5 separate regions of the Mus musculus genome follow, and regions 1, 2, 3 and 4 are each linked to region 5. Evidence: chromatin contacts called from public HiChIP or PLAC-seq and promoter capture Hi-C data. All regions are on one chromosome and are shown on one strand. The core of a region is the stretch at or near the end of the contact, and the rest is flanking DNA. Distances in the headings are between cores, read along the strand shown.

Region 1 (2,700 bases), core at 46-2,545, 880 kb before region 5:
AAGGCCTGTGCTACCACTGCCTGGTAATTTTCAATATTTTTAAGTGTGGACATTTGAGTCTTTGTGTTACTCTTATGGTATCCATAAGACAAAGAGAACATTTTTCTTTTAGAGAATAAGACTCCATGTGGCAAAATATTTGCCAGATTATAGCTTATTAATTTTATAATTTAAAGATTCTTCTAAAAACCTTCTGATATTCACATTTGTGTCCTCTTGTTATCTTGGTATCTTTCGGATACAAAAATGTTATAGAATATGTTCCTTTTAAAGAGCTAGCACATCATTTTATAATAACTAACATTCCAATTTTAAGTTATTTTTATACCCTCAGCATTCAAATGTACAGAATTAAGGATTGCCCGAATTTCTTTTGATTTCACTACATTGGCAGGTTTTGGGGTGTTTTGTTCTTGTATTTTTTTAGGGACTAACAAAAGAGCCTTTGTTGCAGTATGCCTGTGTTAGTATGTATCCCTAAGTGGACCTCTCAAATCTAAAATGGAAATACTTGATGACATATCTAGAATGTGTCAGCTGCTGTGATTTTTATTGGTGCTCTTCTTATCCAGGTGCCTGAGTTTGAGTATCTTTTTAACCTAGCTACAGTCGTCTTTGCCAGCTTGCCCTTTGTACAGGTGAAAACACATTTGAAGTAAAGTAGCGGACATACAGAATACAGCTCTGGGGATACTCCTCATAGGCTGTTCGCAGGTCAGAACTGTGAGTTACTGTCTTAAGGCAAGGATCTTTCTCTAAAAGAACAGAACCATTCAAATGTCCATATAGAATAGAAGGAGATCTATTAGATCGGCTTCCATGGAAGGGGCTCGGTAGTCCCAGCAGTGGCTGCCTGAACTCAGGAAGAAGCAGAGAGCCCAGCTCCATCCACAGAGGTGGCTGCGTAGGCAGTCCCAAGCCAGGGTCCACGGCCTGCAGTTCCCTGGAGAAGCACTGCTATTAAGTCCACCGCAGAAGGCCAGCAAGCTGGAGTCTCTTAGCAGCAATAGATGCAGTGTTGTAAGCCAGCCCGCGGCCTACATGAACCGGGTATTTCTGGAAGGCAGGCCGGGGCTGAAAGAGACTTAGACTGTAAGAAAAGATAATGAAGGAAGCCAAGACAAAAATTTCTCTGATCAAGGTTTACTAAGAGAGTGTGCTTATAAGGGGGAAGACCCATCCTCCCGCCCCCAGTCCATTCTTGATGTCTGGAGCCAGCCTGTAGGAGATATGTAGGATAGGACGTGCCTCCGGAATATCTCTGGGGCCTCTCAGCAGGTAGCAGTGTCTTGGAGGAGAGCAGAGGCAGGTGACAGAACAATAGAGCCATCTAGGTCGGAAGGCTCCACCCCAGGTAGTCTCACTCTCAGAGGCAGCAAGGTTTGCATCAGTCTGCTTCAGGCTGGGGGAGGCTACAATGCAGGACAGTTGGAAGGCATTACCCACTTTGACAGTGGGACTTCCTCTCTGGAAATTCACTCGAAAATTTAAATTAATTAATCAAATTATTATAATTCATCATTATTATTAACCAGTACAGATGGATCATTGTGGTTAATAACATATTAATCATTAGTAAAATTAATAAATTAATTAAAATTGATTTAGACTAGTGAGCACAAAAGGTTATTTAAAATACATTTAAAAAGCTGAGGTGTGTGTACTAGGTTGTCTCTAAGTCCCTCAAGCTGACCATGTCTGCCAGCCGTCACTCTAAGTCCCCCAAGCTGACTATGTCTGCCAGCCATCACCCTAAGTCCCCCAAGCTGACCATGTCGACCAGTCGTCATTCTTAATTCCCCCAAGCTAACCATGTCTGCCAGCCGTCACCCTAAGTCCTCCAAGCTGACATGTTGACCAGCCTTCACTCTAAATCCCCCAAGCTGACATGTTGACCAGCTGTCACAGTGTTCTCCTTTCCTCTGTAGCAACTGGGGCACTGAAGATGACGAGACTCAGAGTTACCACAACGGCAACTCGGACCCTCGTGGATTTGGTACGTCTGCCTCATTGTATTTGATGATTGTGTGTGCATGTGCGTGTGCGTGCGTGTGTGTGTGTGTGTGATTTTGCATGGTGTACATATTTATGGATACATAAAACTTTAGATATGAATGACCTAATTTTCTTTCTTTTTTTTTTTCCCCCTTCGAGACAGGGTTTCTCTGTGTAGTCCTGGAACTTACTCTGTAGACCAGTCTGGCCTCAAACTCAGAAACTCGCCTGCCTCTGCCTCCCAAGTGCTGGGATTAGAGGCGTGCACCACCGCCACCACCACCCGGCTGAATGATCTAATTTTCAAGTATAGCTTATTAGGGACGTGGATATTTTTATATCTTGCCAATCTTATTTAGCAGCTATGTTGGTATTAGTCTAAACATCGTGTTTACTTTCTTATAATATTATACAGTAAAACCACAGTATTATACTTCCAGTAAACCTTATTGTAGGGACAGGGTTAGAGCCCAAGGCCTTTAACATGCCGGGCAGGCTTTCTGCCACTAGACTGTACCTCCATCTCCCTCTCAGAGAGCATTTGGTTAAAAACAATGGGAACTGTGGTCAGTCATTTTTTGGTAGTGTCTTGTCAAGGGACAGAGAGACGGTGCAGTGGTTAAGAACGCTTGCTGTTCTTGTAGCAGACCCGTGCTTGGTTCCCAGCACCCACACTGTGGTTTGCAACCATCCAGGATTCTAGTT
Region 2 (2,700 bases), core at 90-2,589, 820 kb before region 5:
TCCAGTGATGGCCGACTAGGCCATCTTTTGATACATATGTAGCTAGAGTCAAGAGCTCCGGGTACTTGTTAGTTCATAATGTTGTTCCACCTATAGGGTTACAGATCCCTTTAGCTCCTTGGCTACTTTCTCTAGCTCCTTCATTAGGGGGCCTGTGATCCATCCCATAGCTGACTGTGACCATCCACTTCTGTGTTTGCTAGGCCCCGGGCATTGAAACTCTTGAAGCTAGAGTTCCGATTGGTTGTAAGCTGCCCAACTTGGGTTCTGGTCCTCTGCAAGAATGCTGCAATTTTTTTTTTTTGTTTTTTTGTTTTTTTAATGCTACAAGTTTTAACCATTAATCTATCTCTCCAATAGCGTTTCCAACTTGGGTAAGGTGGAGTCTCAGTATAGATTGAATTTGCATTGCCCTGATGCCTAAGATATTGAGCACTTCCAAATATTTATTGGCCATTTGTATTTCTTGTGAGAGTTGTCTGTTCATTTCATTAGCTTGTTTACTAATTGGCCGATGTGTGGTTTTTTTGTTTCTGAGTTTGGAATTATTGGTAATTTCTAGATATTTCCTCTGTTGACTATATACTGTATACTGTAAAGCTTTTCCACCATCCCATGGCTGCCTTTGTACTTTGCTCATTATTTTCTTTAATGTGCAGAAACTACATGCATTCTCATCTGTCACTTCTTGGGGTTATCGTCTTTGCTATTGGAGTCTTTTTCAAATGGTCTTTGTTTATGCTTACCCCTTGAAGTATTTCACCTCCTTCCTGCCAGCACTTTCACAGTTTCAAAGGAGGTTTAATTTGGGGAGATAGTTCATCAAGCAAGGGGGCTGTGGTGGCAGGAGAGGCAGCTAGTCACACTGTACCCATAGTCAGGCAGCAGAGAGTGAGGAATGCTGCCGCCTGCTGCCACTGGGCGCCGCGCCGCAGGGCTTTCTTCTTCCTTTTTATTCCGATTACTCCTAGTTAGTCCATTGGGACTACAGTCCAAGGAGTGGAACCACCTACATTTAGGATGTGCCTTGTCACCTCAAATAATCCAGTCTCAATAATCCTCCAAGGGCGTGCCATGGGAGCTTGCCTGCTTGTGACTTTAGATCCCGTCAGCTGACAGGGTCTCTCTCTCTCACTGTCACAGGCTCAGGCAACCATGAAAACCAAGGTTTTCTTTCCTCAGTCTAGCTTGACAATTTTATTATCAGCATATAACAAACCTATTGATTTTTATATGTTGATTTTTGTACTCTGCCGTTTTGCTTAGTGTTCATTAGAGCTAAGGAAAGACCAACTCTCATATATTGCTAGGCAACAGAGTTCTCTAAAAGGTAATGGGTTAAATAGATAGCCATTTATACATTTACTCTAATTCTGTGGGTAGGATTTAAACAGGGCTCAGCTTGTGTCTGGATCACTTGGTACCTGCTGGAGTTGGAGCATCCTTCTAATATCCAGCCTATGGATGACTGAGCAGGGAGAAACGACTCGACTGGGAATGTGTGCTTGGACCTTGACTTTCATCTCCCCTGGGTTCATTATTCATCTTGTAATCTCAGGGCCTCTTGCTTTTCATCTGGATCGTCCACACAGCCTGGGCAGCTCAGGCTCCAAAGCGCAAACGTAGATCTGTCAGACCTCCTAAAGGCTTAGGCCTAGAAGCCTGCTTTTGGTGGTTAAAGTGATTTTAACTCCAGACTTTATGGGAGGAGAAATGAATTCCATGTTCTTTTAAAGATTTGTTTAGTTTTATGTTCATTGATGTTTTGTTTCCATGTATTCCTGTGGAGATGTCAGATCCCCTGGAACTGGAGTTACAGTCGGGAAAGGCCTCGTGGGTGCTGGGAATTGAACCTGGGCCTTCTGGAAGACCAGCCAGTGCTTTCAACAGCTGAGCTGCCTCTCTAGCCCCCCACATTTCATGTTTTTAACATAAGGAAAATGATGTTTGTGTATAGGGACAGGAAAGGATCATAAGTCAGCCATCTGAAGGACTGTTCACCCTGATAATGGTGCATACTTGTACAAACGTTTCAAAACTTCCTATCTTCTCAGTCTTAATTTTCTCAGTTTGTTTTAGTTAGCATACAGTAAGAGGCTTCATTATGGCATCTTTATACTTTGCTGTGGTTGACATATGTTCTTTCTCCTGTTCCCCTGTATTGTCCTCTTTTCTTCCCAATGACTCCCTTCCATCTTTTCACAGTACACAATCTATTGTTTTATAGCTGAAGAGTCTGGACTTTATAGGGCAGGGCAAAATAAGCATTAACAGGCAGAGTGGCAGAGTTATAAAATGTTACTTGAGAAAATAATCATCTGTATGCCTGCATCTTGCACGTATACTGTCTACCCGCATCACGCGTGTGAAAATGATGTCCGATTATCAAGTTCTGAGGTTACTGCAGCTCAGTGTGGAAAGGTGAAATGTGTCAGCTCTCAGTCCCACGAGCTTTAGCTATTTCTTCTTCTAGATTTATTATTAAGTGAAAATGAGTGACTTAGAAATACTGATGTGTAATTTTTACAGTAGGCCTTTAAAAAGAAAATACATGTGGAGCACATACATGGAAATGAGTTAGCTTACTGATAACGCTTAGTGTTCTACATATACACATATGCAGTCTGATAACTTTGTTAGCATTGTTTGTCACTTTGCAATAATATCAAAGTAGAATTTGTCCTTGTTAGTTTTTTGTCA
Region 3 (2,700 bases), core at 117-2,616, 740 kb before region 5:
GAAGAGCATGAGACAAGAGTACTTAATTTGTTAATAGTATTTTTTTTTCCTCTGCTCTGTTGTGTTACCTAAGTAGTGTTGGCTTAGTAAAGAGAAGAGTGCTGACAGAAGGCAGGCTTGGCAGAGGCCATCACCAAAGACCCCAGAGACTCTGCCACTTGTTACTGTGTGTGTGTCTTTAAAAATGCTATATGATTTGGTATGGTTAAAATTTAACTTCTGGCTGGTGAGATGCTCAGCGGTTAAGAGCACTGACTGCTCTTCTGAAGGTCCTGAGTTCAAATCCCAGCAACCACATGGTGGCTCACAACCATCTGTAATGAGATCTGATACCCTCTTCTGGAGTGTCTGAAGACAGCTACAGTGTACTTATATATAATAAATAAATCTTTAAAAAAATTTAACTTCATTCAGTGTACAGATTTTTGTTTTGTGGAATTTATACCCATGGACCCCATTTGTTTTGTGTGTAATTTTGCAAGAAAAATCACTGTGGAGCCTATAACTGGCCTGGTGTCAACAACAGACATGGCCAAGATCAAAGTGACACCCATGCACTTACTATGTAAAGTGAAGCTTAGGAGTGTTGCTGTTGTCTTCTTGGTCTGAGAAGAACTTTTTTATTAAATTGAATGTGTGCAGGGTCAGTAGTTGACACCCGCTCTCCCTCTGATGCCTGCTCTCTGTTACTGTTGGGTTCGGGCTGTGAGCGGAAGGGTTCAGGGTACTGCTTGGCAGAGGATTGTAAACAGAACGTTCTGTCCAGTGCTCATGGGCTGCTCCCTGCTCTGTATTTTTGTTGTTGGTTAGTACTATGGAGCAGATCAAGAGAACCATGCGGCTTTGAGAAGTATCTTTGCCTCTAAATAATGAAGCAACTTATTTATGTTCTGTTCAGCTCCTTGGTACAGTCTGCTGTTTGGAAGTATTTATAGTGTTCCTCTGCCCATGAATATGGAGTGTAGATGACAGACTGGTTCTGACGTTGTGGCTTGTCCTTGATAACCTTGTGCAAGTCTGGAGAAGACCGAGATGGCTGGGATCTGGCTATGGGTACCAAAGACAGGTGCTGCAGGCCGCCAGACTCTCACAGGAAGGTAGCTTCTGTTATAAATGATCAGACTTCTGGCCCAGGTCATTTGTTGGGAGTTACCTGATTCTTGGTCTCTCTAGAGATGTTTGTTCATAGAAAAGTGACTTGACAGTGTTCCTCTAGAGGCAACAAGTTGCAACAGGAGTGTGAGACTGAGGGCACCTTAGTCTTAAACCCATCTGTTCTCACGTGCCTGAAGCATGCCCTTACCCAACTCCTCCTCTGCAGAGCTGGCTTGCTGCACTGCCAGTTGCCTGTAGTTTACTCTAGCCAGGCTTGCCTAATTAGGTCTTGAATAATACTTCAGTGTTGCCTGGAATGGAGAAAAGAGCTGGGCCCCAGCTGTTACCCAGTAGCTAGAGTGTCTGGAATCCTCTGGCATGAGTGGCTGTGATGTGGTGCTGAGGGTTGGCCATCCTCATCGACTGTCCTTCTCTCCCTGAGTATTCTTTGCAGTTTTCTTCTCTCCGTATGGGCCCCTTTCCTGATCTTCTGCTCCTGTCTCTTAGTTTCTCTTTCCACATACTGAACGAGGGAACTTGAGGACAAGCTTTTCGTCCACACTGCTGCCCAGTGTCCCCTATGTAGGACCCAGTATGCCTGATCATTTTGATCTCAGAGTTAGCTAGCTCCAACAGCACACCTATGAGACATCTCCTGAAAGACTGGGGAGGTGGCTTAGTAGCTAAGGCCATCAGCTAGGCTTCATGAGGTACCCAGTTTGCTTTGCAGAGTCAGGGATGGCTATAGATGGCTCAAAACCCCTGCACTAATGACTTCCATGGCAACTGCACTCAGGTGCGCACACAGACACACTGCACACATAATTAATAAAAAAAAATTAAGTTAGAAAAGAAACATCTGTGGAGTATGCATCATCTTGTGTGCTGAGTGAAATGTTTCGAGAGGGAATCCATTTGAAGGGAGGGGAGAAATCCTTGAGCCCTGAGTTAGAGAGTATAAATCACAAGTCAATATGAACTTCAGATAATCCTTTATCCAGCAGCGATGTGTGACAGCACTTGGAGGTGGGAAAATTCCCTCCTTGTGTACTTTTGGAGAAATCCAGTGTTTTTATTTGGTACAGTTGCATATTCATTCCTAACAGACTGCGTTCTGAAAGAATTGGACTTTTATAGATTCTATGAATATTCAGAGAGTCACCAGAGCCGAGTCTGTCCTTTACCTTATGTGTCTAGACCCATCTGTCATTTCTTGCTAGATAGTTCTACTTCTCTTTCGCAGCGTTTGCCTTTTGGATAAAGCATTCCCCATTGTTGACCGGGGGTGGGTGGGGGTGGGGGGTTGGGGGTTGCTGGTGGCTTTGGTTCTCTGCTTGAAGGTAGGCAGTCCTCAGAGTGGATCTTTGGAGGGACACAAAGACAGATGGACACAGCCTTCTGTCTGTCAGTGTTCCCTCTGGGCTGTCTCCCATACCTTGGGTGGTGGTGTTCCCTCTGGAAAGCAGTTAGGACATTGTTTAGCATACTGGCTCAGCAAGGGGCACAGGATGGCTGTTGCCACTAACTCATCAGAGAACTTGGCAAGCAGCAGACCAGACTCTGGAAGCCTTATTCATTAGCATATTAATTGACATGACCATTAGC
Region 4 (2,700 bases), core at 172-2,671, 790 kb before region 5:
GCCTCAAACTCAGAAATCCGCCTGCCTCTGCCTCCCAAGGGCTGGGATTAAAGGCGTGTGCCACCATGCCCGGCAATGAGGACAAGCATTTTAACATGTCTCCTGCATTGCTTCATAAATCGTTCGTCAGCTTAGGTGTTTGTTCTAACAGCAGTTTAAGATAAATCTAAGAATTAGACCTTACTTGACTATCCAAGGATGCTTTGATTCCCTTCAGAATCATTTATTGACTGCTTAAACAATGTTCTAAATGAACTTCCTGTGGGTACTTCACTCTGCAAATACTTCCTTAGTGTGTAAGGGTTTAATTTTTCTTGTGTTAGTTAATTTGTGTATTTGTACATATGTCACCTTTGTTGTTTAGTGTCTTTTGTGTTGCTTTGGTTTCCCTCAGAGTAAAATTACAAGCTTTTAGAGGCATAGAGTGTGGGTTCTAAGTCTTAGGATTGTCAGACAGCACTCAGACCGTGACACTGTGCTAGGCGGCCACTCTGTACCCAGTGCAGGTTCATGGTGTAAGGCGCTGACTGACGGTGAGAGATGAAGTCTGCATTGCCTTGAACATTCACTGTCCATCTGAGCAGAGCAGTCGTTAAGAGGGTCTGAGTGGTGGCAGACTCCCTGAGCTGGCAAACAGCTCTACTTTTTTAGGGCTTGTTTTCTGTAGGAAACTGAAATTTGAGGTTCATGTTGAAGGTTTTTAATGCTTTGTATGGATGGCAGATTTCATCTGTTAAATTGAAAAAAGTGGTATTTTATCAATCAAGGCATGGGAGATTTGACCTACACCTCTTTCTGAGACTTAGGTCAGTCAGTCGGCATTGTGGAACCTGTGCTGTGCTGCAGATGGCGCTCACCCCAACCCTGGCTTCAGTTCACACCCTTGCTGTGGTGAATCTGTGCCTCACTGAGCATGCTGCCCTCACCAAAAAGGAGCAGGAGCCGTACTCTGTGAGCTCGATAGTTACTGAACGGGAGAACCGCACCCTGTGAGCTTGATAGTTATTGAGCAGGAAGGCTGCTTGTTTTCTACAGAGCAGACTTTTTTTTTTTTAATCACCCTTTGAGAATCTGAGCTGTTGTTTGATCTTCAGAGAAGGTTGGCATCTTTGGCACATTGGCTTTTATTAAGATGCCACTGTGCCTTTTCCTAGCAGCCAAGCCTGTGAGTGCTTCCCTGTACTGTCCTGAGCCTGCCACAAACAGTATCTTAATAACTAATAACTAATGGCTTGCTCATTTTTGAATGTTTACAGCAGGTTTTGTATATTTTTGGTTCTGAGAAAACACATAACATAACACTAGGTCTGCCATGCCTCTGCCTGTGCGGGGTAACCCTGGCAGCGTCCGCCTGGCATGGTGGTGGTTGCGTCTCCTGGCAGTAAGGAAGCGCCAGCCTCACACCACAGTTATCACTTCAGTGATGATGAGTGGAAGGAAGTGACTGACCTTTCTGAACCCTTGCCAGGAGTGGTGTGTGTGTGGTGCTGTTCTATGTGCACCAAAGTTTTACTAACACCAGCTCCTCCTACCTTAACCCTCAGCTGGAGCTGAAGAAAAGCGACTTGCAGTTTATCTGTGTGCATCTTTATCCTCAGACCAAACCTCACTGTGTCACTTGTAAGAACTTTGCATTGATAACGACTTCTCTCTCTCTCTTTCTCTCTCTCTCTCTCCCCCCCGTGTGTGTTTGTGTGTGTTATGTGAATTGATACTGCAGTTAAGTGTTATATTGATGCTTTATGAAAATAAAATTTTAATTTTTAAATATCAGTCACCCCTGTCAGTGTTTTGAAATACTTTTTACTTTTATATCCTGCTCAGGAAAGTGGGCTAATGCTAAAGAATCCCAATGCTACAGAATGCTACATATGTTTCTAATCCTTTAGAAACTCTTTGAAATCAAATGTTGAATTTAGGCAGACTGTGGTGGGCTAGGTTGGGACAGTTGAATTAGTGATCGCACCCCTGATGAGACAGGTCTTGCTTCTTGTAGCAGGCACTTGATTCTCTACCAATGCTTCCCTTTGATGCCCGTTGCTTGTTTGAATAACTACTGTTTCCTTTCCCTCCTTATTCCCATTTTCTTAGAGCAAGAAATTATTATGTGTCAAGTATGTCGCAGAAAAAGGAAGGGGTGTTGCAGAACATTTGCCAGTCTGTCTTCTAGTCTCAGGGGTTACATTAGAGGCCTTCGGTGATGATAAATACCTCACTAGAGGGGCTCTGTTTTTACTCAGAACAGGGATTTAGGCATGCTTCACTAGCCCAGGAAAGAAAATTGTCTTCGTTCGTTCGTTCGATCGTTCGTTCGTTCGTTCACTGCTTACTCATTCAGCAAATTAGCACCTGCTTTGTGCTCTACACTGTACTCAGTCCCGAGCTTGTAACACTGATAGATGTCAGGGTTTCTGCACTCATCAGTTGAGAGTAGCATATACACAAATTTATAAGTACGGGTCACTGAGAGCAGGCATGTATTTTTGAGTAAGGTTGCCAGGGTGGTAGTGTTGTAAGCGGAGAGACAGGAGATGCTATGATCTCGTCTCTGCTCTGAGCATGTAGGCCTTCTTTGGTATATGGAGAATGTTGTTCATATTAGCTAGTCTTCTGTGGGAGCCTCATTAGATGTGTACTAAAACTGTAGCATTTGTTGGGGTAAAGCACTTGAATCTCTTTTATTGCCTCCATCTATTCCGT
Region 5 (2,700 bases), core at 135-2,634:
TGCACACAGGCCTGCTCTGTTCCCGAAGCAGAGAGGCCCTGCGGTGTGAGATAATATCCAGTACAAGAATGGAACGTAGGTACCTGAGGGATCTATGGCAGCTTTTTGAACCACATCCCCACTCTTTCAGACAACATCTATCTACTTTTAGTTTTTTTGCCATACCACAATTTTTTAAAAATTAATTATTATTATTATTATTATTATTATTAAGGTTTCACTGTTGTCCAGGCTGATTTCAAAACTGTGGACTCTAAATGATGCACCACCTCACTATCCTAAATAATTGAGACTACTCATATGTCCACCATGCTCAGCTAACTTTTTTCTTTTAATAAAAAAAACAAAAACAAAAAAACCATAGCACTTCACAGATGCTAAAGGTACTGACTTGTAGCTAGAGAAAGTACCCAAGATGCTGAAGGGGTCTGCAACACTATAGGTGGAACAACAATATGTACTAACCAGTACCCCCCGGAGCTTGTGTCTCTAGCTGCATATGTAGCAGAAGATGGCCTAGTCGGCCATCATTGGGAAGAGAGGCCCCTTGGTCTTGCAAACTTTATATGCCCCAGTACAGGGGAATGCCAGGGCCAAGAAGTAGGAGTGGGTGGGTAGGGGAGCAGGGCGGGGGGAGGGTATAGGGAACTTGCAGGATAGCATTTGAAATGTAAATTTTAAAAATATCTAATTAAAAAAATGAAAAAGAAAAGGTACTGACTTGTAAAACTTTGGTGGCAGCTCTATGTCTATGTCCTGTGGTAGGGTTATAGTCAAAACATCTCCAAGTCCAAGGTCTAAACACTCTAAAATCCTAAGCATGAACAAGCCTCTAAAAGAAAGCCAGAAGCCCAGGTAAGACCTAGGAATCTCAGGCTAATATGGTGTGCTGCGAGCCTTCTTCATGCCTTCCGTGATGTCTGCAGGCTGTTCTCATTTCACCAGAAAACAAGCTAATGCGAAAGAACACAGGACAGAAAGGATTAACGGTGCAAGACCATATTAGATCCCAAAGGGCAGAGCAGTTCAAGTTGGGACTGAAGGGCCAGGGCTTGCAGGCTGAGCCTTGCAGGAGCAAGAACATTTGAACGAGGATAGCCTAAAAAACGGTGCAGGGATGCCCTGAGGGATGCAAGAAGGAAGATGTTTGAAAAGAAAGAAGGAAGTTAAGATAAAAGCTCTCAAGTACGTAAAGAGGTCTCCACTCACGGGTAGACCTGAAACTGCTTCCCTGCACATCTTATACCCGGAGGCCGCCCCTCACAAACATGGCCGCTGCAGGATGGACGCGCCCCTTAACAAGATGGCGACGCAGAAGTCCCGCCTCCTTCCTCTGCACCGACCAATGAAAAAGAAGCACGAGGTCCTGCGCGTGCGTAGTGCGACTTAATGGGCTGGTCCAGCGCGGAAAAGACAGCAAGCAATATGACTAAAAAGAAGCGGGAGAATCTTGGTGTCGCTCAGGAGGTGAGGGGGAGAAGTCGGGTTCGAGTCACGTGGTTAGTCACTGTGTTCCGACGCAGGGGCGTCGATCGGCCCGGCGGCTGCGACGTCGAGGGTCAGATGGAGGAAGCGAGGGCGACGTGGCTTTGGGAGAGGCTGTGAAGGGAGGTGAAGGGTCACGATGAGGAAGGCAGGGATGGAGCTGAGAACCATCAGCTCCATCCCTGGTCAGGGGAGTCCCAAAGAAGACAGGCCATAGTGGGTATTCTAAAAGGAGAGACTCGGAGACTAAGGGAGACTTTAGCAGAAAGAGACAGGTGGGAACCAAAGGTGTTCGGGACTTGTAGGTGAGGGACCACCATGGAGCTAATAAGACTCCAGGGTGAGTGCGAGGCTATTATTCAGTATACTGCTAGTGGCTTAAACGTCTCCAGAGAGGGGAAGTTTTTCCTGTGGGGTATCAGCCTTGTAGCTTGAGGATCTTTGGAAATCTGCAGAGATTCCTAGAATTGGTGTTTGGGAAGGCCTTTAAAATAGTTTGTCATGCATGGAAAAAAAGCCGTCTGATGCATGTTTCGTTTGCATGTTCAATGAATTGTTGCATGTCTGTTATGCTCGTATAGACGAGGGAACTGAGGGTCTACGTGGAACTCAGGACATAGGTGGCACATGGTTATAGTCCCAGGGCTCAGAGATCTAAGCCAGCCTGGGATACAGAGCAACACTGCAAGGAAACGAAAAGGCGGAAGCCAGCTTAAAGTGGTGAAGGTGATAGAGCAGGGAATAATGCTCAGGTGGGCTTCCTGGAAGTGGGGACTCGTTTCCTCTCCCTTACAACGAAGGCATGTTCAGCCTGGGCCCTTGGGCCACTGGTGTTCCAGTACATCTAGGAATGTGATACAGCATGCTTGTAGATGACAGCATCAGGCTTCAATGTCAAAATATTGGACGCCCTCGAGGCATCCTCCCAGAGGTTACTTATCTCCTCAGTGATCCCTTTTTTGTTTGTTTGTTTGTTTGTTTTTTTCAGACAGGATTTCTCTGTGTAGTCCTGGCTGTCCTGGAACTCACTCTGTAGACCAGGCTGGCCTCGAACTCAGAAATTCGCCTGCCTCTGCCTCCCAAGTGCTGGGATTAAAGGCGTGTGCCACCATGCCTGGCTGCATTTTTGTTCTCTTTAGTGGTGGTTTGCTACTTTGAGGGATCCGTAAGCACCGCGCTGACGTGCTGTCTAGTGCTCCAGGACTGTGATGGGGC

Evidence for each region. Promoter capture Hi-C pulls out the DNA fragments that hold promoters and counts their contacts. HiChIP or PLAC-seq counts read pairs in DNA pulled down with a chosen protein or histone mark.
Region 1: a promoter capture Hi-C map of embryonic stem cells shows a contact between it and region 5, with 2.5 times the contacts expected there. The contact joins the enhancer-like site here to the promoter of Ccdc167 in region 5. A contact is called at or near these places in 7 of 39 promoter capture datasets (the 3T3-L1 cell line, the HPC-7 cell line, cranial neural crest and 4 more), 10 of 484 Hi-C or Micro-C datasets (the N1E-115 cell line, cerebellar granule neurons, cerebellum and 6 more), 8 of 115 datasets of contacts at active chromatin or transcription factors (astrocytes, embryonic basal ganglia, embryonic forebrain and 5 more) and 1 of 9 other capture datasets (macrophages).
Region 2: a contact with region 5 is called in an H3K4me3 HiChIP or PLAC-seq map of the SCID.adh cell line, with 6 times the contacts expected there. The contact joins the enhancer-like site here to the promoter of Ccdc167 in region 5. A contact is called at or near these places in 7 of 39 promoter capture datasets (the 3T3-L1 cell line, the HPC-7 cell line, cranial neural crest and 3 more) and 4 of 115 datasets of contacts at active chromatin or transcription factors (the SCID.adh cell line, embryonic basal ganglia, embryonic stem cells and 1 more).
Region 3: a contact with region 5 is called in an H3K4me3 HiChIP or PLAC-seq map of forebrain, with 8 times the contacts expected there. The contact joins the enhancer-like site here to the promoter of Ccdc167 in region 5. A contact is called at or near these places in 14 of 39 promoter capture datasets (the 3T3-L1 cell line, 3T3-L1-derived adipocytes, the C10 cell line and 9 more), 15 of 484 Hi-C or Micro-C datasets (the 3T3-L1 cell line, the HPC-7 cell line, the N1E-115 cell line and 10 more) and 9 of 115 datasets of contacts at active chromatin or transcription factors (the SCID.adh cell line, astrocytes, embryonic basal ganglia and 6 more).
Region 4: a promoter capture Hi-C map of the HPC-7 cell line shows a contact between it and region 5. The contact joins the enhancer-like site here to the promoter of Ccdc167 in region 5. A contact is called at or near these places in 9 of 39 promoter capture datasets (the 3T3-L1 cell line, 3T3-L1-derived adipocytes, the HPC-7 cell line and 5 more), 3 of 484 Hi-C or Micro-C datasets (the HPC-7 cell line, cortical neurons and palatal mesenchyme) and 4 of 115 datasets of contacts at active chromatin or transcription factors (embryonic basal ganglia, embryonic forebrain, embryonic hindbrain and 1 more).

The regions. Positions count from the first base shown.
Region 1 is chr17:30,597,101-30,599,800 of GRCm38.p6, reverse strand. Glo1 (glyoxalase 1) reads left to right here. Exons shown (of 6, transcript NM_025374.3): 4 at 1,929-1,996. Among named protein-coding and RNA genes, the nearest start is that of Glo1, 14 kb to the left of the region's middle. Within about 2 kb of position 1,295, at least 19 of the 459 cell types and tissues checked have an H3K27ac peak or open chromatin away from gene starts, as enhancers often do. A contact at or near this core is called in embryonic stem cells, where this site is marked.
Region 2 is chr17:30,535,725-30,538,424 of GRCm38.p6, reverse strand. All of the region lies in intron 1 of Btbd9 (BTB (POZ) domain containing 9), which reads left to right. Among named protein-coding and RNA genes, the nearest start is that of Btbd9, 39 kb to the left of the region's middle. Within about 2 kb of position 1,339, at least 3 of the 459 cell types and tissues checked have an H3K27ac peak or open chromatin away from gene starts, as enhancers often do. A contact at or near this core is called in the SCID.adh cell line, where this site is marked.
Region 3 is chr17:30,457,172-30,459,871 of GRCm38.p6, reverse strand. All of the region lies in intron 6 of Btbd9 (BTB (POZ) domain containing 9), which reads left to right. Among named protein-coding and RNA genes, the nearest start is that of Btbd9, 120 kb to the left of the region's middle. Within about 2 kb of position 1,366, at least 32 of the 459 cell types and tissues checked have an H3K27ac peak or open chromatin away from gene starts, as enhancers often do. A contact at or near this core is called in cortical neurons and forebrain, where this site is marked.
Region 4 is chr17:30,508,547-30,511,246 of GRCm38.p6, reverse strand. The region is part of intron 6 of Btbd9 (BTB (POZ) domain containing 9); the gene reads left to right. Among named protein-coding and RNA genes, the nearest start is that of Btbd9, 66 kb to the left of the region's middle. Within about 2 kb of position 1,421, at least 12 of the 459 cell types and tissues checked have an H3K27ac peak or open chromatin away from gene starts, as enhancers often do. A contact at or near this core is called in the HPC-7 cell line and cortical neurons, where this site is marked.
Region 5 is chr17:29,715,701-29,718,400 of GRCm38.p6, reverse strand. It overlaps Ccdc167 (coiled-coil domain containing 167), which reads left to right and starts at 1,384. Exons shown (of 4, transcript NM_026782.2): 1 at 1,384-1,467. The coding sequence starts at 1,426.